Linked DNA regions of Gossypium hirsutum: regions 1 and 3 are each linked to region 2. Evidence: chromatin contacts called from public Hi-C data. All regions are on one chromosome and are shown on one strand. Each heading gives the region's core, a stretch centred on a gene start, on an enhancer-like site or on the middle of the called end of the contact. The rest is flanking DNA. Distances are from core to core; before and after follow the strand shown.

Region 1 (4,710 bases), core at 282-2,781, 290 kb before region 2:
GTAAAACCTATAAAAAGGGTCCAAGTGAACAATGAGGGGGATTTGGATGTCAATAATGCAACCAGAGCAGCTAGTGGCAACCAAAATAACGGAAAGAAAATAAGAAAAGATCATGAACTTTGATTATGCAAATTAATCAGTCCATCAATTTTGAAGTCTCAAGTCTGACTTCTCTCTGAATTGAACTAAAACCATCTTTCTGAGAATTAAGAAAGTTATCACTTTTTAAGGAATTTAATTGGTTGGAATGTGATTCCAATGTTTGGTAAGCAAAAATTGCTTCTTTCATTGGAATGTAACATTCCCTTGGGAGTTAATTTCTCACAAGTAATGTGAAGTCATTCCCTTGATAATTAGTAGGAGAGTTACTTTTCCATCTAGATGGAAAGTAATAAAAAAAATCACTAGAACAAAATTAGCCTTTCTTTTATTTGTGTTTAGGGTATTAACTAGTTCATCGTAAAAAAAGAAAAACATAACTGATGCTTGTTCTTTCGTTCTCTAGTCTCTACAATTTCAATTCATCGTTCCAAAGTAAGTGTTTTTTTCTAGTTTTATTCTCAATCTACAAATTCTACTCTGCATATTATTTTTTCCCTTTTTAACATGTCATATATGTGTGCTATCACAGGGTAAATATCTATATTCTCAGAAAAATATTAAAATACATCTTTTATTTTAAGGATAATTTAGTTAAAATAACATTATGTTCTCAGAAAAAGCATTGAATTTAACAAACGTCTTAATATAACTTTCCATGATTTTAACTGTATATCATGTTATAAAATAACTTGCACAGCAATAATGTTATCACAATCACATTTTAAAATCATAACATGGGAAATCACCAAACACCCCTAAATGTAGAAATTAATTCCTTGGGCCAAAATATGAGCCACATCCAATTTATCCAAATTTGAAGCAACAAACAACATTCTTCATTCCTTTTTGGTAAGGTATGCGAATGGACAAGGAGATATTAAAATCTACACTAACTAAAATTAGTTTCATAACCCTAAAACAAACAATCCATCTTCAGTAAGCTAAGTTTCTAGAAAATTAAAACTAAAACCTTTTCTTCTGTGCGCTCATTTTCCACTAGCTAATCGCATCTAAACAGAAGATGAAGGAAAAAATTCAATTGCTTGGATCTATAACTAAACGCGAAACAACATTTCACGATCAAACAACGAAATGAATCGACGAGAAACCCGAGGCAAGTGAAAGAGTAAGGAAAGGGGCGTACCATAGAGTGAAATTTCGCGGATGATCCTTGATTGTTGCGATTCGGCTCGACTGCAAAATTCAGAAACAAGGGCGGAGGAAAAGGGAATAGGGAATTTGAAGATGGGGAATGATTGGCTACGGTATCTAAGCAACGGAGATTGATGGTGCAAAATAAAAAATGTTGATTGAAAGGGGGTGGTAAGTGATCTAACGGCCAATATTTCTTAGAGTGTTTGTGATGGCTATCGGTGATACGTTGTGATGTCGTGGATGTTATTTGGGCCACCATTCAACGGATATGATTAATTTGCCACGTCTACTGTTGCATTAAATATTTGCGCTGCTGAAGACGAGTTTTTCTTAACACAATTTAGCAATTAACATTTACATTTACATTTACATTTATATTTAAAATATTAAATATAAATGAAAATTTTTAATAAATTTATTAAATATGCCTTTAGTTAAAAAAATTAAATAAAATTTTTAAAGAAATATTATTTAAAATATTAAATTTTTAATCATGCTCGCATAGTCACCCACGTGATCGTTTATATATTTTTCATATTAACATGACATTATTTATTTTATATGTCACGTAAATAAATAATTTAAAAATATTAAAAATATTAAAAAATTTAAAACAATCAAAAATAAAATAAATAATTAACGATAAATATCAATTTTATACATGCACTTTGATCCAATATGCAATTTGATACTTGATCTTTAATTTGGTATAATTATACACACGAAACTTGAATTGTAGTTCATATGCATACATAAAACTTTGATTATAATTCAAATGTCCACATTTAAAAAATAGATACATACATTTATTTTCATATTAGAATAATATAATTATTTGTATATACAATATATTAACGTAAAATGATACTAATTCAATAATATTATCAGTGATTTGTAAAAATTGAATTAAATTAAAATTTCATATATAAAATCGCATAAAATTGATGTTCGTATGACATTACACATTGGATAAAAGTTCATGTATAGTTTTGATATTTATCCGAAAAAATTATAAAAAGTTTAAGAAAATTTAAAAAATAGTATAAAGTAGGCGTGGATTGCAATGTAGGCTGTCATGTTTAACATTTTAAATTTTAGTTAGTATTTTCATTAAAAAATATCAATTCATCTCTTTTTTGAAAGGATGATGATAAAATTTAACTTTTTTTTTTAAGTTGAGGATCAAATTTAATTAGAAAAAAAGAGAGTAAAATTGATAAATATATATATACATATAAACTTTAAGGGACTTGTTGATATTACCAAAAATTAATTGTTTACTTTTAAAAATTAAATTTTTTATTCCTTGAGAAAATTTGGAGAATTTTAATATATTAGTGTTTTAAGATGTATCATTTCAAAAGGTTAGTAATTGTGATTATTTTGTTTATGTAATTTTTTAAATAAAAAATATATTATTGGAATTTTATAAATTAGAAAGTAATTAAAATATAACAATGATATTAAAATAAATAATATAAAAATATGCAATATGAATGTTATTAGACTCATAAAAAAGTATATAAATATTTTTAATAAGTTAAATCCAAATTATATTTGAAATTTATGTTTTCTTTTAATCTTATGGCGTGATAATGTGTTTTAAATAAAATAAGATTATAATGAATTTTGAAAAATCACCTCTCTAGTGTTTAGAAAGTTTTTTTTTTTTGAACTTCAACTGATACTTTTATTAATGAAAGAAGTAATTATTATGGTTACAAGCATTAATAAAGCAACCTACAGCTGTCTTTTTCCTGTAAGGCACCAAAACGGTGCATTGAAAATCATCAAATAGAGAAAAAAAAGAAAGTAAAATAAACTGTTCATTAAAACACAAGAAAATGAAATGAAACGTCAAAACTCAAAGAAACTCGGGCCTGGAAACTCTTCTTCTCTGTCGTTTGAATTGTGTATCAGCTACTCAAAGAGATCGATTATCACCCAAAATCAAATCTTTGAAGCCTTATTCTTGGTCAAGATCACGAGTTCATTGGGCAGAAAAAATGTCGCAAAGTCCGGACTCTATTTTTCCATCTATCCTTCGTCTCCGTCGCTTCTCTTAGCGCGATTCACCAGCCCTTCCACCGCGTACAGGACCTCCTCTATTTAGTATTGGGGGTTTTCATGCCGACATCCTTCTATTGCCATCCCGTGAGCCGCTTTGTTGGCTTCCCTTGGTATGTACTTAAAACTCATTCTTCTAAATTTGGGGATTCTCCCTTTGATTTCTTTAATTAGACTACTAATTTCAGATTTATCTTCTTCTACAGAGTTTAATTTGTGTATTATGGTTAACGTATCTCCTTCAACACAAATATCCTGGAAACCCATTTCCTCTGCCATAGTAATGGCCTGCAAACACGCCCTTGCCTCGACCATAACCGGATCTGCGATATTCTCCCATGGAAAGGTACATGCTGCCATCACCAAACCTTCTTTATTTCGTGCTATGATTCCTGAACAAGATATTCTCAAATGTTGATTGAACGAAGCGTCAAAATTAATTTTTATAGTATCATTCTCCGGTGGTTTCCATTCATAACTGTTAGCTTCCTGCGCATTCTTTGATATATACCCCATAAAAGCTATTTCTGCACAAAAAGCATTGACAAACCCTACTACTTCATTTATTTGTTCTCGTACTCCTTCATGATGTATCTTGTTGCGATTGTACCAAATAGCCCAGTAGGCAATAGTTCTGATTTTACATGCTTCAGTGCTCAGATTGTTAAACTCTGTCGCTAACCATTTTTTGTTACGTCATGCAGACATCTAAATTTTTAGTTTTTGTGACAAAATTTTTCGTTTGTTTAAATTTAAATGGGTGAAAGAGATTCAAAAAATGAAAGATTCTGGCTTGGGGGGATGTCTGTACGCCTAAAGGGAGGATTAGGCATTCATCAAATGAATCAAGTGAATGAGGCCCTGCTCGACAAAACCGCTTGGAGAGACTATATCGACTGAATCGTTTTTCCAATTGGATTCTCTGTTGCATGTTGGATTTGTCGCTCCCAACCCGCTCAATACCTACTATGTAAAGGTGCAATCTTTGAATAGGTGACTCACCATTTCCTCATCTTCTTGACAAACCGGACAAAGTGTATTTACAACCAGTTTACGAACTCTTAGATTATGTAAAATGGGTATATAATCATTAGCAATTCTCCACATATGTATTCGGATTTTGCTTGGCACCTTAAGAACCCATAGCTTTGTAAAGAAAGTAGTTGGAATTTCATTCTGTAATCTAGGTCCCTCTGCTGTAATTAGCCATTTGTAGCCACTTTTAACTATATAAACCCCTTGTATTGTCACTTCTCCGTATTAGCACATCCTTTGCTTCACTACACGCCAATGGGACCAAGAGAATGTTTTCAAGCTGCTCCGCTCCGAATAACGCTCGAATAGTATCTTGCTTCCAAGTAGTAGTTTCCTTGTCGATTAAATCTA
Region 2 (5,068 bases), core at 486-2,985:
ATTAAGTGATATGCAACAGCAAGGTATCATGCCCGCATAAGACAAAAACCCAGAAAACCTCGTAAAAGCAGCCAAGAGGTACAGAACAATAGAGTAAACCAGATAAGACAACAGAGAGGAAATCAAAACACCATAAATAGATGACTCTCTCTTTGCCTCTTCGAAAATAAAATTTGCAAATAGCAACATAATACTTCCCTACTCTTATTAAAAAGGTGGTATTCAAAATTTTAATTGAGCCCCTCATTATTTTTCAATGCATGACCCCTTGCTTCAAAAGTACATTTAATCAACGTTGAAATTTACCTGTCTAAGCTCTAACAAAAATATCATTTAAAAGCTGCCATTGTGCAAGTTCTAATTTTCATGAGGATACATGAAGGCAAACCCACCTTCTTCAAAGCACACAATAAAATCATAAAAAAGTAACAGGAGAAAGAGGAAGACTGTCAAGTCATTTCCAGTCAAAGGAACTCGTACGGTTAAAGAACCAAACCTATTTCTTTCTTCAACTGCAGTTTATACTACCATCTTAAGCTAAGTTACTCGGAGTCCGAAGGTGGGAATGTCTAGTACGGGTATGATTAGTTCTTTTCTAAGGTTTCCACGTATTTGAGGACTAGCATCATATTTTGATAGCAATATCCGGATATACGTCTGACACTTCAAGAAAAGATGGACAGAGCAAAAGTCATTCAACTTTAAAAATTCTAGCAGCAATTAACAAAAAATTCTGATGGTATAAAGCTTAGACATCAGTATATACAGTGGAAACGCATTAATGCCATATCACCCAAAAACAGATTCTTGAATCCAAATAAAGCCTTTTAAAGAGGAAGTCCGCAAAACCATCATTCAATTATGGAATAACAACAATTTAATATAAACTCCACTTGTCAAATGCAAATTTTAAAAAAAAAAAAGGGTGATAAATAAAATATAGCATATACCCTTGTCAGCGAAATGCATATAAGAATCAACCTTAGGAGGAGGAGTTGGACTCTTATAAGCATTCTTCGTTCTCTCCCTTAAAATCTCTTCAATTTCCTTATAGTAAGACATCTTAGCAGACCCACTCCCTCTATCTTGATGCTTAGCTTTTTTAAACTCCTTCAACAAGTTCCTCCATTTGTCTGTACACATAGTTGGGGATCGATCGAACCCTTTCTCTCTCATTTTAGCCGATATCTGCTCCCACAAGTGCTTGTTGGATTTCGAAGTATTGAAAAGGCCATCCATTTCCCTCCGAATGGCGATAAGGCTTCGAGTTTCGTCTTGAACCCAGGTCTCGGCTCGTTTCTTGGGGGCTTTGACTTCTGGGTCTTCGCAGCTGCTTTCACCTAAGATAATTTGCTGCTGCTGAGGAGGGGGGTGGTGGTGGTGGTGGTGGTGAGGTGGCAAATCCCCATTGGTAGTGACCTCGATGATCATGTCACTGGCGGTAGCAGGACCTTCCTCCTTGTACAAATCTATGGAACGGGGTTTCTCCGATAAGTACATGGGGTTTTGGATCCGATTAAGAAATGGGTTTGGTTCTTTTTTGCACGGTTTAGGCTTTTAGGAGTTGAAAAAAGTGAGGGTTTTGACAAGGAGAAGGAAGAGGGAATTCATGGCGGATGGGATTTAATTTTGACGTGCTTTTATTATTTTATGTATTTTGATAGGAATTATAGCAGAGAAAGATAGAAGACGAGGAGGAGAGCGTGGAGTTAAAGCTTGGGCAGTGAGTGTATTATTTGTATAATATAATATTTTATTCATCGTTTTTGTCTCTTTTACTTTCGTTCGCCCTTTGCGATTCTCTACATGGGGTAGGGTCGAGTACGAGCGAGTCTTAATAAAATTTTACGCTCAATCAATAAGTTTAGGTCTAGTCCAACTTAGAAAGTGGATTTAAAATTTTGTTTAAGTTTAATTCAAATTATAAATGTTAAAGTTAGATTTGGATCAGGATTAAAGCTTGTATAATCGATATAATAGAAAATGTATCGATATTGTAACACCCCCTAATCCCAAACCGTCGTCGGAATAAGATTACGAGGCGTTACCGAACATATTAGTTAATTTACAAATAATTTTATGAATAAACAACAAATATATTAAAATTAAATCATTAAGTCTCTTTTATGAACCCTCGAGGCCTAAATCATGTATTATAAATGAATAGGGACTTATTCAAGTACTCCGAAAATTTTTCGTAATATAATAATAATTATTTTTTTTTTAAAAAATTCAATATAACCCCTTTAGAAACATCTAACCTTCCCTGCAATTTCAAATTTGCAACTAACTCAACACAACAATAACTCAACAAATACAATCTTCATCCAAATCATATTCGTCTTATAATAATATCACTAATCCTTATTTTATCTAACATTATATCCATTCATACTTTCAAGTAGTATTTAAACATCTTAATTAATTTCCATTCATATCATATATCAACTTATATTAACTTAACTAATATATTCATGAGTTGATACAAAACATAGTCACATCAGCTCCTATACATGCCATATAAACCATTTAAAGTATTTATAACAAAATCTACCGGAAAATCGAGATAGTGTGACTTGAGTGTGATGATCCGATCCTCTAACCCTTCCGTTAATCTACAAAGAGCAATAAACATTACAAGTAAGCTAACTATAGCTTAGTAAGTTCGTCGGCTTAAACCATAAACCTTACCAATATTAGTTTCAAAAATTCAAATCATATGGACATTTCAAGTAAGTTACTTTCATCCTATAAATCATAATCTCATTTTAAAAATAATTTACTTAATTGAGCTCAAAAATAATGATAACATTATTTACATTTCTTTTTCCACACGTTACAATTACGACTTACTGACTTGTAAATTTAAGGAACGACTTACGGATTTGAGTACATCGTGATCTGAAACCCGAAATCTAACTGAAGCACAAAAGTGCTAACGGAAGCCCGAAGGCTAACTGAAGCACATAAGTGCTAAACGGAAGCCCGAAGGCTAACTGAAGCTCATCAGAGCTGAACTGAAACCCCAAAAGGGTTAACTGAAACTCATATGAGTTAACGGAAGCTCGTAAGAGGTAAACAGAAAGCAAACACGAGAGTTCGCAACAAATGCTGAATCTCGGTTTACTTGGGTAATTTACCGTCAATTCATCTTTTTCACCGAACGATCGTACTCATTTCCTGCGTTCCGTTCCTTCGAATTACTCAGTTCAATTTCGTAACTTTTGTACATGATTTAATTATTTTCAAAAATTAACATACATAAATATTAATCACCATTCATAAAATAACATTGAAATTTAATAATTTAACGGTACGAATTTACCCGGAACAATTTGCAGTTACGAAATTGAACTGAGTAATTCGAAGGAACGGAACGCAGGAAATGAGTACGATCGTTCGGTGAAAAAGATGAATTGACAGTAAATTACCCAAGTAAACCGAGATTTAGCATTTGTTGCGAACTCTCGTGTTTGCTTTCTGTTTACCTCTTACGAGCTTCCGTTAACTCATATGAGTTTCAGTTAACCCTTTTGGGGTTTCAGTTCAGCTCTGATGAGCTTCAGTTAGCCTTCGGGCTTCCGTTTAGCACTTATGTGCTTCAGTTAGCCTTCGGGCTTCCGTTAGCACTTTTGTGCTTCAGTTAGATTTCGGGTTTCAGATCACAATGTACTCAAATCTGTAAGTCATTCCTTAAATTGACAAGTCAGTAAGCCGTAATTGTAACGTGTGGAAAAAGAAATGTAAATAATGTTATCATTATTTTTGAGCTCAATTAAGTAAATTATTTTTAAAATGAGATTATGATTTACAGGATGAAAGTAACTTACTTGAAATGTCCATATGATTTGAATTTTTGAAACTAATATTGGTAAGGTTTATGGTTTAAGTCGACGAACTTACTAAGCTATAGTTAGCTTACCTGTAATGTTTATTGCTCTTTGTAGATTAACGGGAGGGTCAGAGGATCGGATCATCACACTCAAGTCACACTATCTCGATTTTCAGGTAGATTTGTTATAAATATTTTAAATGGTTTATATGGCATGTATAGGAGCTGATGTGAGTATGTTTTGTTTCAACTCATGAATATATTAGTTAAGTTAATATAAGTTGATATATGATATGAATGGAAATTAATTAAGATGTTTAAATACTACTTGAAAGTATGAATGGATACAATGTTAGATAAAATAAGGATTAGTGATATTGTTATAAGACGAATATGATTTGGATGAAGTTTGTATTTGTTGAGTTGTTGTTGTGTTGAGTTAGTTGCAAATTTGAAATTGCAGGGAAGGTTAGATGTTTCTAAAGGGGTTATATTAAATTTTTTTTAAAAAATAATTATTATTATTATATTACGAAAAATTTTCGGAGTACTTGAATAAGTCCCTATTCATTTATAATACATGATTTAGGCCTCGAGGGTTCATAAAAGAGACTTAATGATTTAATTTTAATATATTTGTTGTTTATTCATAAAATTGTTTGTAAATTAACCAATATGTTCGGTAACGTCTCGTAACCCTATTCCGACGACGGTTTGGGATTAGGGGGTGTTACAGATATTTACTACTAGGTATCGATATCTTAGGGAGAACATCGATACTCAAGTAATTTTTCTTTAGGCATGTATCAATATCTTGGGAAGGGTATTAAAACCTTATTTTGATACTTTCTATGAGGTATCGATACCTTAGACATGTTTTCAAGTCGGTCAGGCTCAGGTCAAAAAGACCTTACCTAAGGTTTGTGTAACGCCCCAATTTTAGGGAATTCTGTGAATGTTGGCATAGGCTTAATTATGTTAGTGAGCCTCTAGAAGGCCCAAGCTTAAGATAGAACCCGGTAATTTTAGTTAATTTTTGTTCCATAAGAAAAATGGGGTGAAATTATGAAATAGGACCTATGTGAAAATGTTTGAAAATGCTATAAGCTAAATTGAAGTGGCCAAATAAATAGGAGTGCAAAATAGGAGGATTTGCATGACAAACCTCCCATTTTACATGAAGTGGCCAGCCATCATGTTGTTGTAGACAATATGAGCACTTGATATCCATAATTC
Region 3 (4,535 bases), core at 1,492-3,991, 270 kb before region 2:
GTATTAAATTGGTCAAAAAAAATTAGATACTAAATTAGAAAAAGTGTAAAGATCAAGTATCAAATTAGACAATAAAAAAACTTAAGTGCCATACTAAAAAAAGTGCTAAGTTAATGTACTAAATTGGAGGGGTGATACTAGTTGGGATCAGTAGGTTGTTTTTTGGATTTTTTTGAGTTGCCTATCCTAATTTGATTTCACTCAATTCGATTTTCGATTTTTTCATATTAATTTTTTATTTTGGATTTTTAGTTTAATTTTGACAAAATTAACTTTGTTTTATGGTTTTAGAATATTATTTGACAAAATCTCAAATTTCTTTCATTAACATTTCTAAGTTACAATAATTTTTAAATATAAAAAATAAAATTAATTATAAATTAAATAAAAATAAAATTTAATTTGGAAAAAATAAAAATACTATTTATTTTAACATTAAGGTATAAAGTTATATTTTTCACTTCTATAAACAAAATTAATTTACTCATAATGGAAACCACAGATAATTTAACCAAAATAAAATTCAAGCAGCAAGGGAACTTTTTTATTGCTAGGTAAGAAAATGAGCTTTAATTTTGTGTAAACAGAGGTCACTCATGGGGTCTGCAAGTTCTAAATTTAATTTTTGATTGTTTGTAATGATATGAAACAGTTCTTCAATTATATAAAATAGTTAAACGACAAGATTTAGCAATTTTGGAATCATAAAAACGTGGAAAGGTGGAAGAAATTTACAACTTGGAGGTAGCACTTGACAATTTGATCACCAATTCCTTCCTCATCACCTTACCAGATGCATTCTTTGGCAATGAATCAATAAACATTATTCTACGTATTCTCTTATATGGGGAAACCTGAGATGAAATGTTTGAGAATGTCAACAAAAGAAGATGAAAAAAGAAATTGTTCTGCATTTAGTTAGAAGCAACGCATGCCTGTTGGGCAACAAAATGCTTGAGTTTTGATTCATCAATGTTGCTCCCTGATTGTCTAACCACGAAGGCCACTGGTACCTGGCCTGCTTCCTCATCTGAAAACCTGTTGAGAGTGTCAAAAGTAAGCACTTGGCAGGTTTAACCAAGCATTTACTCCAATACAACATCTATCTGATACTGGTGTACTTGGAAGGGGCTATAGGTTTAGTGAGCAATTTAGTCTTTCTTCGCATAATTTTGAAGCATTAAACGTTAAAATATATTAAATATACAAGGACTAAATTGCTCTTGAATTATTATAGACTAATCCATTTGGAACGTTAAATGAGAATAAAGAGAAGTAAAAGTGACATACGGAACAACTGCAGACTCGACGACATCTGGATGGGAATTAAGCAGATGTTCTAATTCAGCTGGGGCAACCTGTTTGATTAAGAAACCAACTTTAAAAACCATAATAAAATAAGCTTTTAGTTCTTGAGGGGCACCATACTTTTTAACAAAGCTTAGATTTAGAGCCAACCTGGTAGCCTTTGTATTTGATCAACTCCTTTATCCTATCTACGAAAAACAGGAAACCTTCATTATTAATGTAGCAAAGATCGCCAGTTCTTAACCATCCATCTGAATCCAAAGTCCCAACAGTTGCCTCCTCATTATCAACGTATCCTGAACCACCCCCAAAACAAAATTGTAAAACAGAGCAATCAACAACAACAAACAACAGTGGCCACTTACTCTCTTGCCAGTTAATCAATGTACAGAAATCAGTGATTACCCTTCATTACGAGAGGTCCCCTAACCCAAAGCTCTCCAGGCTTTGCAGGTGGCAAAGCAGCACCAGTTTCAGGATCCACGATTTTGGCTTCACAATTTGGCAAAAGCTTCCCTGTCGCACCTTCTACTTGGGTTTCATCGGGAACCATTGTGCTAAACACTCGCCCCGTTGTTTCAGTTAGCCCATATGCCTTCATAACAAATATTGAAAACTTCATTTATCAAATCAAAGCCAATTTTGTTGATTGGTCAATTAGCACTGTAATTAAGTGTTACCTGCGCCAGCTTAACTTTGGGCAACCGTTTTCTCAGCCTTTGGATCATGCTCTTACTCAAATGAGCGCCGCCGCAGAGGATAGCTTCAAGCGAGCTCAAATCATAGCCATCCATTATCGCAGTATCGTTCACCATCTTTACAATCAACGGTGGAGCCAAAGCCAAGTGGCTAACCCTATACTCAGAGATAACTCCATACATATTTCTCAGATCAAATGAGCGACTTCCTCCCGTTATCACCATGCAGTCGCCCGAAACCATGGACCTCAAACTGAGTACTAGTCCATACACATGAAATAATGGAACCGTACAAAGGACAACCGTCGGGGAACTCCCCACCGGACGCATTCCTCCGGCAATCACCGCTGTCAAGTTACGGTGAGTCAATGCAACTCCTTTGATCCCACCGGTTGTGCCGGACGAATAGAGAATCGTGGCTACATCAGACTGGTTCACTTTGATTCCTCTGTTTTCAGTTTTTTCACTTGGGCTTTCCATTAACGACTCGAATTCAACATAGTCAATAGCAACGACTCCGTGTTTGAGCAAAGGGATTTTGTGAGCTGAATCCGACGAGGCGAAAGCTATGACAGGTTTGGAATGTCGGATTAGGTGATGAATCTCGGGGACAGTGGCGGCGGGATTGACGGGCGAGATAACAACGCCGATAGATAAGAGAGACAAGTAAAGAATCGGAGTGAAGATATTGTTAGGGGTGAAAACGACAGCACAATCGCCTTTAGAGAGGCCAAAGTGGGTGCGGAGGTAGGTGACTAGGTTTTCGAATCAGAAGATAAGTTCGGTGTGGAGAATACGGCGGCGCGTGGTGGCGTCAATGAGAACGACGGCGGTGGGGGAGGGTGGGGAGGACTGGAGCATAGAGAAGAAGAAGTCGATAGATGAAATGGGTGCGGATTGGGGTGGGAGTGAAACGGGAGATCGGAGGCTGTGGAACGTCATGGTTTTGGAGCAAAAGCCGCTGTTTGGATCGACGACCAAAGTGGCCATCAGAATGGAATAGAGTTTTTCTGTTATTACAAAAGAAATTGGAGGGATGGAGGGGGTTTGAAACTGTTTTAGAAGCTTGAGGTATCCATAATAAAAAAGCTAACAAATAATTTGATAAACAATTATCAAAATAACATGATAAACTCACCTACTTTTCCTTTTCACAGTTTTATCAAAATGCTTTTCACTCTCATTGGGTCAAAATTTGTATCAAGTGACCCACTGGCAATAGTCAAGAATTTTACAACTCTTGTTTTCTGTTGATCTCCAAACCAAGGACCTCCTCGCGGACGCCGCCTTAATTGTTTGGCCAAGGCCACTTTTTCTTCCTTTTAAACATGTTTACAAATGAAGAAAGGACATCGAAATGGTCCCAAGACATAAACCTTAAGCTGAATATATGTAGAACATAGTATAAAACAGCTGATCCAAAATCACGTTATTCCAAAATAAAAAAACTTAACCTTAAACCACAAACATCACGGAACAATCACATTAGTCGATCATTAAATCGAAGTCTATGAGTTGGTATGTTGTTTCTATCGATGATGGTCCTATCCTAATTCTCCCAACAAATTCCATGTAGCTTCATTAAGCCATAGTTCACTCAATTAAGTGTAAACAAAATGATTCATCAAAAACTTGAGAGAATGAGCTCACTTTGACTTGAGGAAAACATGTAGTCTTAGACTCGATCGTAGGAGCCATCAATGCCTCTAGAAAGCTTAACTATCACCCTCAAGAAAAGAGAGAAGAGAGAGAGCCAAAGGTGTACAAAGTGTTGCCTAAAATTATTCTACTGAAAGGAAAAGGTAAAAAGGACCAAAAACGGTGAGAGAATGGATGTGAGAAGGCTAGGGAAGGAGAATAAACAGGGAAAAGGATGAGGAGGGTAGTGGCGGAGGTGAGGAGCAAAGAAGGAAATGAGCAGGGAAAACAAGGAAGTTGGAGGGGTGATCGACAAGGAAAGAATGTTATAAATGAGAGAAGTGGAGAGGTAAGGAAGGAGAAGAAAACCAAGGGGAGGGGAAGGGGAAAAAAGGAAAAAGGGAATAGAGGGAGGTGGCAGGTAGTCACTGGCTACTAACGTCTCTATTAAAGAGGCAATGTATTAAAAAGGGAGTTGACGGTGAGGGCTTCACTTTGGGAAAAAATAGGAAAATGGGAATAAAACTCCTCACTTTGTCAAAGTGTTTTTCTTCCTAATAACTTGTAGAAAGTTTGGAGTTTAGGCTAACCTCGTATAATATTTTAAGTTTTGGGATATGATACATTGAAAGTAAAAATGTTTTCGGTACACTTGTTCTCTATAGAATATTTTTTAAGGTTTAGCATTTCTTTTGTGCCGCACTTACGTTCAATCCTTCCATACTCAATGTTTGCAACTTTGGTGTTTCCATCCTTGTGTTTTGTTTTGTTTTGTTTTTAGCTTCCATCTTTAGTACTTTCCATTGTTGGTGATTTCCTTTATTTTCCTTCTAAGAGTCTCAAGAATATGAAGTAAGGAGAATATTTTCTAGTGTTGATTTTGGATCCAAG

Evidence for each region. A called contact is a pair of places that touch in the nucleus more often than the background predicts.
Region 1: a contact with region 2 is called in a Hi-C map of leaf, with 2.0 times the contacts expected there. The contact joins the promoter of LOC107928685 here to the promoter of LOC107928694 in region 2.
Region 3: a contact with region 2 is called in a Hi-C map of leaf, with 2.6 times the contacts expected there. The contact joins the enhancer-like site here to the promoter of LOC107928694 in region 2. A contact is called at or near these places in 5 of 34 Hi-C or Micro-C datasets (leaf and petal).

Annotation. Positions count from the first base shown.
Region 1 is chrA12:90,988,661-90,993,370 of Gossypium_hirsutum_v2.1, reverse strand. It overlaps LOC107928685 (NADH dehydrogenase [ubiquinone] flavoprotein 1, mitochondrial), which reads right to left and starts at 1,531. Exons shown (of 3, transcript XM_016859935.2): 1 at 1,247-1,531. The coding sequence starts at 1,516. LOC107928708 (a long non-coding RNA gene) reads left to right here and starts at 3,014. Exons shown (of 2, transcript XR_001692681.2): 1 at 3,014-3,437; 2 at 3,531-4,607.
Region 2 is chrA12:90,695,599-90,700,666 of Gossypium_hirsutum_v2.1, reverse strand. It overlaps LOC107928694 (trihelix transcription factor GT-1), which reads right to left and starts at 1,735. Exons shown (of 4, transcript XM_041083057.1): 1 at 951-1,735. The coding sequence starts at 1,500.
Region 3 is chrA12:90,966,172-90,970,706 of Gossypium_hirsutum_v2.1, reverse strand. It overlaps the pseudogene LOC107928658. Among protein-coding and RNA genes, the nearest start is that of LOC107928708, 22 kb to the left of the region's middle. Within about 2 kb of position 2,741, at least 6 of the 9 cell types and tissues checked have an H3K27ac peak or open chromatin away from gene starts, as enhancers often do.